Regions from separate parts of the Pan troglodytes genome. Here region 2 is linked to region 1. The links are chromatin contacts, called in public HiChIP or PLAC-seq maps. All regions are on one chromosome and are shown on one strand. Each heading gives the region's core, a stretch centred on a gene start, on an enhancer-like site or on the middle of the called end of the contact. The rest is flanking DNA. Distances are from core to core; before and after follow the strand shown.

Region 1 (4,414 bases), core at 223-2,722:
AGAGAACCAATCCACACACACCCGAGGTTGACAATAAGGCGGGACTGTAGGTTCATTGAAGAAATTCTTGAGGGTGCAGTTACTATGAACTTCGCACGCAAGTAACACCACTCGAGTCATAAACACTCTCTGTCAAGCCAGATGAAATCCAACCGTCTGCAAAATTTAACCCATCGGAGGAAAAGCAGCAGTTTTCCCAAAAGGTGCTGTATTATCAAAATTACAACTGCCAATTTAGATGCACTAGGTCCTCAACTTCTAAGGACCACCTCGCAATGACAATTCTCGAGGACAACGCTACGCCGGCGGCTCGCTTCGGGGCATCCCCGGCTCCTCTCTAACGTTGCGCACGGAGCACGGCCGTCCCGGCGGAGCAGGCAGAGCCCGTCCGCCCCGCGCCCGGCTCGGGTCGGCTGAACTGGCCGGCGGGCGGCCCTCGGACGCTACGACCCGCTCGGTAGTCGTGGCCCCCGCCCTCCCCCGCCGCAGTGCTGCACCGCCTCATCCCGCTGCACCTTCGCGGGCGGGGGAGCCAGGATGATTACATTACTGGGAGGAAGATGTTTGTTTTGAAAGCACCCTTCCACAGTCATTTCAAAGAGAACTCAATACAAAGCCAAAGTTAAAAGTGGAAAAAATAATAATCTTGCCTAGCCAAATAATACCATGCCATTAATTAGCCCCGCGCCTGGGGGAGGGAGGTGGAAAGGTAAACAGAGACCGTACGCCAAGTGCGGCCAGCGCATCCCCTGCGCCATTCCCGGCCGCCGCTTACGGCAAGGCCCCCTTACGGCAGCGTAAGCAGCGCTGCGAGCTAATCACAACACTGGGACGCAACAACATGGCGGCCGCGGGCGGGCGCTACGCCGGCCGAGAGGGTTTACGCTACTCCGCCGGCGTAGAGTCCCGTGCGTTAGAGCGGCAGCGGCGCCCTCCAGCGAGCGTAAAGCGCTCTGTGAATGGCGAGGCCCGACTGACAAAGGGGAGGGGGGAGGAGGGAAGGGGGGGTAATAAACACTCGAGTCCCTACCGATTCCTCCTCCTTCTCCATCCCGGTGGGCATCTGGGGCACGGCCCGGTTGATGGAGACGCAGTCGTTGAGATCAGGCATGTCCTTGCCGCGGTAGATAGGCAGCGGCTTGGCGGCGTCCAGCGCCCGCGCTCGGAAGGAGAGTTTACTCATTGTCTCCCCGCCTTACAGGAACAGCCCGGGCGGCGGCGGCGGGGCGGGCGGGGAGGGGGGGAGGACTCCCGCCGCCTCCTCCACCTCCTTCCTCAGTGCAGCGCGGCCGGCCCGCTCCTCCTCCTCCTCACTGCCCCCGGCCACAGCATGGGCGCCCACCCCGCCCGAAAACAGCCCCCCGCCGCCCGCGGCCGCTTCCACACACTAGATCCGCCGCTCGCCCGCCCGATCCGCTCCCTGCGCCATGGCCAACATGGCGGACATTACCACAGCGGCGGCGAGCGATCCCGGCAGCCCGCGCGAGAGCGCGCCCCCGTCGCGGGAACGCGCCTCGCCCTCTCCCTCCCTCCCTCCTTCCTCTCCCTTCCCCTCCCTCGCCTGCCCACCCACTCTCTCCGCGGCGCTGCCGGCCCGCGGGAGCGTGCTCGGTCTCGGTCGGCTCCGGGGAGAGGGGGCGGGGGCGGCGCCCCTCCGCTCGCCGGCCGGTGCTTTCGCTGTGTGGCAGGTGCCAGGTGCGCAAGTTCGCCCGCGCCCGGGAGCGTGCGCCTCTCCCTCCGCCGCCCGGTCACCCCTCTCGCTGGGTGTCCCGGAGGAAGGCGCCGGGCAAAGACGGCTGCGCCGAGCAGCGCGTTTGTGCAGAAGTCCGGGAGCGGGAAGGGAAGATGTCGACCCGGACCCCACCAGCCATCACCCAAGCCTGTACTCGGACAGCGCTTATCCCCAAGGCGCCCTGTGCGCAGGCTAATTCGCATCCTCCGAGGCGCACATCCCCGAGAGGTGCAAGAGGTCTCTCCCATCAGTCCCATCAGTCCGTTCGGAGGACTGGACCGCGCTGCTGGTGCCAGCCCTCTTCTACGCCCTCCCCTCCGTACCTGTCCGAAAGAGCTCTCCAAGGTGCAGCAGCGCGTTCATCCTCGCTTTCGCGGGGAGGATGCTCAGGGCAGCAGTGAGGGTTCATGGTTTGAGGCTGCCAGATGCAACAAGTGAACTTAGGTTCCCTGTCACCCAAACTTCGGTACAGCTGTTTAGTGGATGGTAGGTATTTTTCTGAGTTCAAAAATAGTAGCTTTCCTAAAAGTTCAGCTTCTAAAAATTTAGCCAAGACAGCACACATTTGCGAAGTAGCAGTTGTGTGTCAAATGTGGGGTGCTGTGGAAGACTCGAAGAAATCTGAGAAGAGGTTCCTGCCTCAGAGAGCTTTCACCTTAATGGGATGCCAGGATGGCTGGAAAGATGAGTAACACAGACGTAAATAGTTGAAGAAAATGACAGCTGGAAAGATAAGTGACAACCGAAAAAAAAGTGTAAATATTTTAAGAAAACAATACAAGAGATGACACAGGCAGTAAGTAGCACCTGATTAATTACCAAACGAGATCTAGGCAATAATTGTGAGAGTTCAGAGAAAGGAAAAGAGGCATGACTGCAGCCTAAACTGGTTAGAGAAAGTTCTCAAGAGGAGGGAAAATCAAGGTGACTCAAATAAGTACTAGCTGTTGTTGACATCAACCTGGTTTAGCCAAGAGTCTCTTGGTTAGTCTTTAAGCATTACGCATTTCTCACAAAACCGTACAAAGAGAGTTTTTAACACATTTTACCATTTTCTAATAATCGATCATACTCTGTCTAACCCAGAGAAAGGCAGATGATTTCCTAAAGACCAACAGTGAAAAAATTGATTCCTACTGTCATTTCTATGTGACAATAAAACTATATCTCTTCCTCTATTACGTCCTTCTTCCCCTCCTCCACTTCCTCCCCTCCCCCCTTTTCCTCCTGTTCCTCTTCCCCTTTTCTCTCTACAGTCTCCTCCTTTGAAGGCAGAATGGTGGATATAGTCTTCATGGTAGTGTCCAAATAGTCTAACCAGTCTGTCGCAGCCAAACTCCGAGTATTGTTTAGTGGGGCTTGAGTGTTTTTCATCCACTTTGTTGTTGGAAGCAATGGAGTTGCTGTGACTCATTTCTTGTAAGCAGTACCTTCCTCAAGCTTATGGGCATGTCCTGCTCTCTAAGTGCTACCCCTGGAACAGTTCCAATCCTCTGGAAGCAAGAACAAGAAGTTCTTGGGAGGGGGTCAGCACAGGGTTCAAGCCTGAAAGGGAAGAAAAAAGCAATAGTTGAAGAAATGAGTCATCCAGAGCTTTCATCTGGATGCCCAGCCCTCCTCAGGTTCAGAAAGGATAGCTTTCTTCTAGTCCCTATGTTTAGTTTTACTGTTTCTCTCAGAAAAGGAAATATCAAGTATGTGTAATATACCATCCATTGTAGTAACATGTTATATATATATTATCTCAACTAGTTGAATTCCACTTAATTCTTATTATAATTTTATGAAAAAATATAATTTTACCAATAAGAAAACTGAGCATCAGATAATTTGCCAAATTTCAATTGCAACACCTTGCAGAACTGGGCTCAAATTCAGGTCTGACCTGACTCCAAAACTCTGGTTTTCTCAGTGGTGTTACCCTGCTATCCAAGCTCTTCAGCTTATTGACCAGTCAGCATTCTAAAGCTGCTAATTCAAAGTTAGTTACTAAGACCTTCCAACCAACGGCCAAGAGAGCGCATAAGCCAGAGCCTAAAGTTGCAGTAGACCAAGGAGGGCAGGAACAACATCTGTCTGTCAATCACTGTATCCCCAGTTCCATGCCTCACATATGGCAGGCATCTAAAGTATATTTGTTGACTGATATTCCATGAAGAAATTCACTGATACTGACCCCATGCCACTCTAGTTTATAGTTCACATACCTTACTGGCCTGTCACCTGACCTAGCTATTGCTGCCAATATTTGTTCTTACTGTGGCCTACCCTGTTGTCCAGCTTTCTACCTTTGTGCATAGAGATTTTAGAACCAATTAATGTTATTCAAAAACACCTTTTTGAAACCTGGAATTTATAGGAAGGGATTTTTGCTGTTGTGGTTGTTTCTTTGTTGTTCTTTTACTTTGACCATGTAAAAGATTTCTTCCCCAAATCTCCATTTTCTTCTCACCCTGTAGGCAATGATTATAGAGCTGGGAATAAAACCATTTGAGGCAAATAACACAATATGCTTTTCAACGGAGACACAGCCTGTGTTTTCTTGGCTTCCAATTCAGTGCCCAAACCGGAATGCCGCTGTTCACTTTTGGAAAGTAACTTTTATTTGTATATAAATATTACTTTTCATAAAGTTTATTTCTGATTGATTTGTTGAATACTCATATAATTGTTAGTGCTAAA
Region 2 (3,899 bases), core at 768-3,267, 230 kb before region 1:
GCAGCCTTTTAAAGCCAGGTACAGGTTAAAGCCCTGAGGCCAGAGCCTTGCCCAGGCTCCTCCAGCGTGGAGAGCTCCCGCCTTACGGTACAGCTGGCACCTGCTGGTCCCCAGGGCCCTTCGCTGCGACTGCGGCAGACAACCTTGGCAAAGATGCTGGGGACCGCCCGGGCTGGAAAACGTCGGCCTCTGGCGCTTGAGAAAGGCCAGGCGGACTCCTGCAATACCCTCGGTAAACTGTCACCTGTCAATCACTTGACCTAAATACACCAGCCACTGGAGGAAGGGGAGGAGGGGGTTAGTCGGAGCATGCTCAGTGATCAGGATGACATCACTTAATCAATGCTGGGGACGGGAAGGCTGCATCAGCAGCCTGGAGCAGGCTGCCAGGAACGTGTCAGCGGGGACCGGGAGGCTCCCATTAACTCGGTCCCTCCCCACGCGGCTCGCATACAAAGGGGGCACCATCAGCCACACACGCTACGGACAGCGGGCGGGGAAGGGGCGGGGGACCGAGCTGGTTTGTTTCATCTGACAGATTCCTTTAAGAACTAAAATCCATTGGTGTTCCCTCCCCCTACCAGCAGCCCCAGCTGCAGAGAGGGAGCTAAGTAGGGGGAGGGGGTGGGGGAGAAAAGGTGGGGAAGGGAGATAGAGAGGGAGGGGGGTCCGAGCCGCACGAAGTAACTTCTGCTCTTGGCACAGGGGGCTACTGCGCTCTGAGCCCCCTCGCCCCACAGATGTGGACACAGCCTCCTCTCCACCCAGCGTGAGGCGCATCAGAGGGTCTGCAGACATGGGAGGGAGGTCATCCCAGAGGGGAGGGATCAAGCCGGGACTCCACATCCAGGGCAGCCAGGCGTGAGAGGAAGCGGGAGACACACCAGGCCTCCAGGGGACACCGAGGCCACCAGTACTCCCCCAACCCTCCGCCTTCCGCGCGCGGAGCCAGGTGTAACACCGCGGGGAGCCGCGTCTACACTGCCGCGGGAGCTCCGAGACGCGGCTAGAAATTTTCCTGTACCCCTTTTTCTTTCTTTTTTGCTAAGGTCGTGAGAAGAAGAGGCAAGGCGTTTGGTAAATCGAATTGATTGATGCCCAGAAGCATTTGCGGGTTGCAGAGCTCACACTTTAAAGGGGGCCTGGGCACCCGGCTTGAGGGTCACCCGAACACACTACCCACGCGGCGAGGCGAGCGTGGGGAACAATGGGCCCACCCGGGCCCCCACCCGGCTAACAATGGCGGCGCCGAGCCCGTCTTCGCCCCCCACCCCCACCCCCGCCACCCCCGCCCGGCCCGCCGCTCCCGGCCGCCTCTCCACCCGCCCGGGAGGGAACCATAGTGCGCGGGGCGAGGGGTCTCTGGTCAGGTCCACCCGAGAGGCCAGCCCCGCGGGAATGTCCGAGGGGGCGGCCTAAACACCTCCGCTGCGTCTGGGGCGTCGGGGCGCCGAGCTGCGGCGCGGAGCAGCAGGGAAGGCAGACGCCCCAGCCACTTACCCCGATCACCACGGTCTCATCGCCTTTAAATTTGGGGATGAATTTGTCCCCGCGGAGGATCTCCGCTTCGTTGAGGGGCCGGAACCGGCACATCACTTTGATGCTGCATTCGGCTGGATCCGCCATCTCGGCCGGCGGTAGGGAGGGGGCAAGGGGATGGGTGGGGGGCCGGGGCCGGGAACGACGAGGGAGGAGGCCGCGAGCTGCACCGCCCACAGCTAGGCCGCCTCCTGCAGCCTCCGACGACGCTTCTCAGCAGGTCATCGCGAGCCCGGCCGGCTGAGCAGCCCCGGCCGCTCCGAGCCCGGGAAGGTGGGCAGCTTCTCCGCTCCGGCCCCTCCGGCTGCAGACCGGCCTGCCCTGGCCCTGCCCCGCCCCTGCCCAGCGCCCCCCGGCCCACCTGCCCGCGACCACGCGGCGGGCGGAGGAGGCGATGCGCAGGGAGCGAGCCTCGCCCGGCTCAGACCTCCCGGGCTCCTGCGCGCTCAGCCATCCTGCATCAGCACCAGCGCGCTCTGCCGCCTTGCGACCCGCCCCTCCGCCCCTCCGCCCCGCCCTCCTCTGGCCCGCCCCGGGACGGTGACGTCACCGTCGAGGTCCGCCCGGCCCCCGCCCGACTCCGAGCGCTGCGCATCCCGGGACTTGTAGTCACTCTACCTGCCGGGGGAAGGACAGGATGCGACCTCCAAGAGCCTGCAAGTCCGGTCTGGCTGCCCAAGCCAGGAACCGGATGGAGGTCATATCCAATATTTCCGGTTAAAATCTCTAGATAACTAGGTCTGGATCATCCTGATCCCAAAAGAAAATCACTTGGGAAACAGCTCCCAATAGCCCCTGGGTTTCATCCTTCAACTTCTACCACTAGATAAGGATGGATGTCTGTTCAGAGTTTGGGTTTGATTGGCCTTGGTTTAGGTTGGCATCTAGTGCTAAACCAATCAACCAGAATCAGGGATTTTGTAAGATTATGGAGGAATCCCTTGGTGGGAAGGTTCCCAAAAGAAGAGGGATGGTATTCCCAGGCATGGTGCCGGGCTGGCAGAACAACTGAGTGTCCACTCTATTTTTCCAGAACTTCCTTTTCCTCTAAGACCTAGCTCAACCCTCCTTCCTCAGACTTTCCCAGCTCACTAAACACCTATAAAGAGTTGGTGGCCCTCCTTGATGTTCCCCTAATCTCCTGTGCCTGTCTCTAGCACTGCACTTGGGTGGTGATATCTGCTTGATATCTTTGTGTCTGTAGCATCTAGCACATAGTGGGCAGCATACTGAATAAGGATTCTACCCTAGGAAGAAGCAATGCATGAGTGTGAATCCCACCTCAGCCACTTACTAGATGTATGACCCACGGGCGGAGGAAATTAAGAAGTCTTAATTTCCTTAAGACTCAGTTTCCTCATCTCTGTCATTGGATTAATATCATCTTGTGATTTCTGGGGGAATTAAAAGAAAGATGCTTTTAAAGCACCTAGCACGGTGCCTGACATGTATATAGGATAAGCTCTTGAAAGTTAGATGTTATTGGGTGCTGAACAAATGATCATAAAACAAATAAGTTAGTTAATTTTAGGAACACATCTGTTGCTTAAATTCGGGTAATACCTGAAAATACAAGTGTTCTCTGCCTAGCTCAGAGGACAGACCTACTAAAATCAACTTTTATAAACCCTTGTAAGTAGTACCAGTTCTATTTCATCTCCTCATGTGCAGTGGAAGTAGATTAAAAAGACCCAGGTGCCACCTTCTCATCTGTTTTTAAATTAAGTAATTCTCAGGCTCTGGCTCAGAGACCCATCATCTTAAATGGTCAACTTCATAATATACTAGAGAGGACAATCCAATTCTCAGTTTCCCTGAGCCCACCAGAAGATGCCCAGAACCTTGCATACACTGGTTTATCTAAGGAGGTCAGGATTATCTCAAGTGGACAGAGACGTATCTGTGTGTCACTGTGTTCAGTCATCATTCATTCGTTCATCTGTTCATTCATCAGCTATTAACTGAGCAAATGGCATTTGCTGTCACTCTGTAAACTTAGATTTATTAAGTGAACCCTTTTCAAGGGAGATACCGTAGGACCTCTCATTTGAAGGGAGGTTGCAAAATAAGTCATCGCCCTCAGGCAGCTTAGAAACTAGTGGGAGTACAGAGGATGAAGTTCTCAGTGTTGTCTGAGAAGGCTTAATATAGGAAACGGGCTAAGTAGGATTCAAAACAATTGAAAAGGGACACCAAAAGATAGGTAACAGGCCGGGCGCCATGGCTCACGCATGTTAATCCCAGCACTTTGGGAGGCTGAGATGGGTGGATCACTTGAGGTCAGGAGTTTGAGACCAGCCTGACCAACCTGGTGAAACCTGGTCTCTACTAAGAATACAAAAATTAGCCAGGCATGGTGG

What was found. HiChIP or PLAC-seq counts read pairs in DNA pulled down with a chosen protein or histone mark.
Region 2: a contact with region 1 is called in an H3K4me3 HiChIP or PLAC-seq map of stem cell-derived excitatory neurons, with 7 times the contacts expected there. The contact joins the promoter of KIF5C here to the promoter of EPC2 in region 1. A contact is called at or near these places in 1 of 7 Hi-C or Micro-C datasets (stem cell-derived neural progenitor cells) and 1 of 1 datasets of contacts at active chromatin or transcription factors (stem cell-derived excitatory neurons).

Annotation. Positions count from the first base shown.
Region 1 is chr13:50,680,659-50,685,072 of NHGRI_mPanTro3-v2.0_pri, reverse strand. EPC2 (enhancer of polycomb homolog 2) reads right to left here and starts at 1,472. Exons shown (of 14, transcript XM_016949790.3): 1 at 1,031-1,472. The coding sequence starts at 1,183.
Region 2 is chr13:50,912,313-50,916,211 of NHGRI_mPanTro3-v2.0_pri, reverse strand. It overlaps KIF5C (kinesin family member 5C), which reads right to left and starts at 2,017. Exons shown (of 26, transcript XM_009443445.4): 1 at 1,501-2,017. The coding sequence starts at 1,626.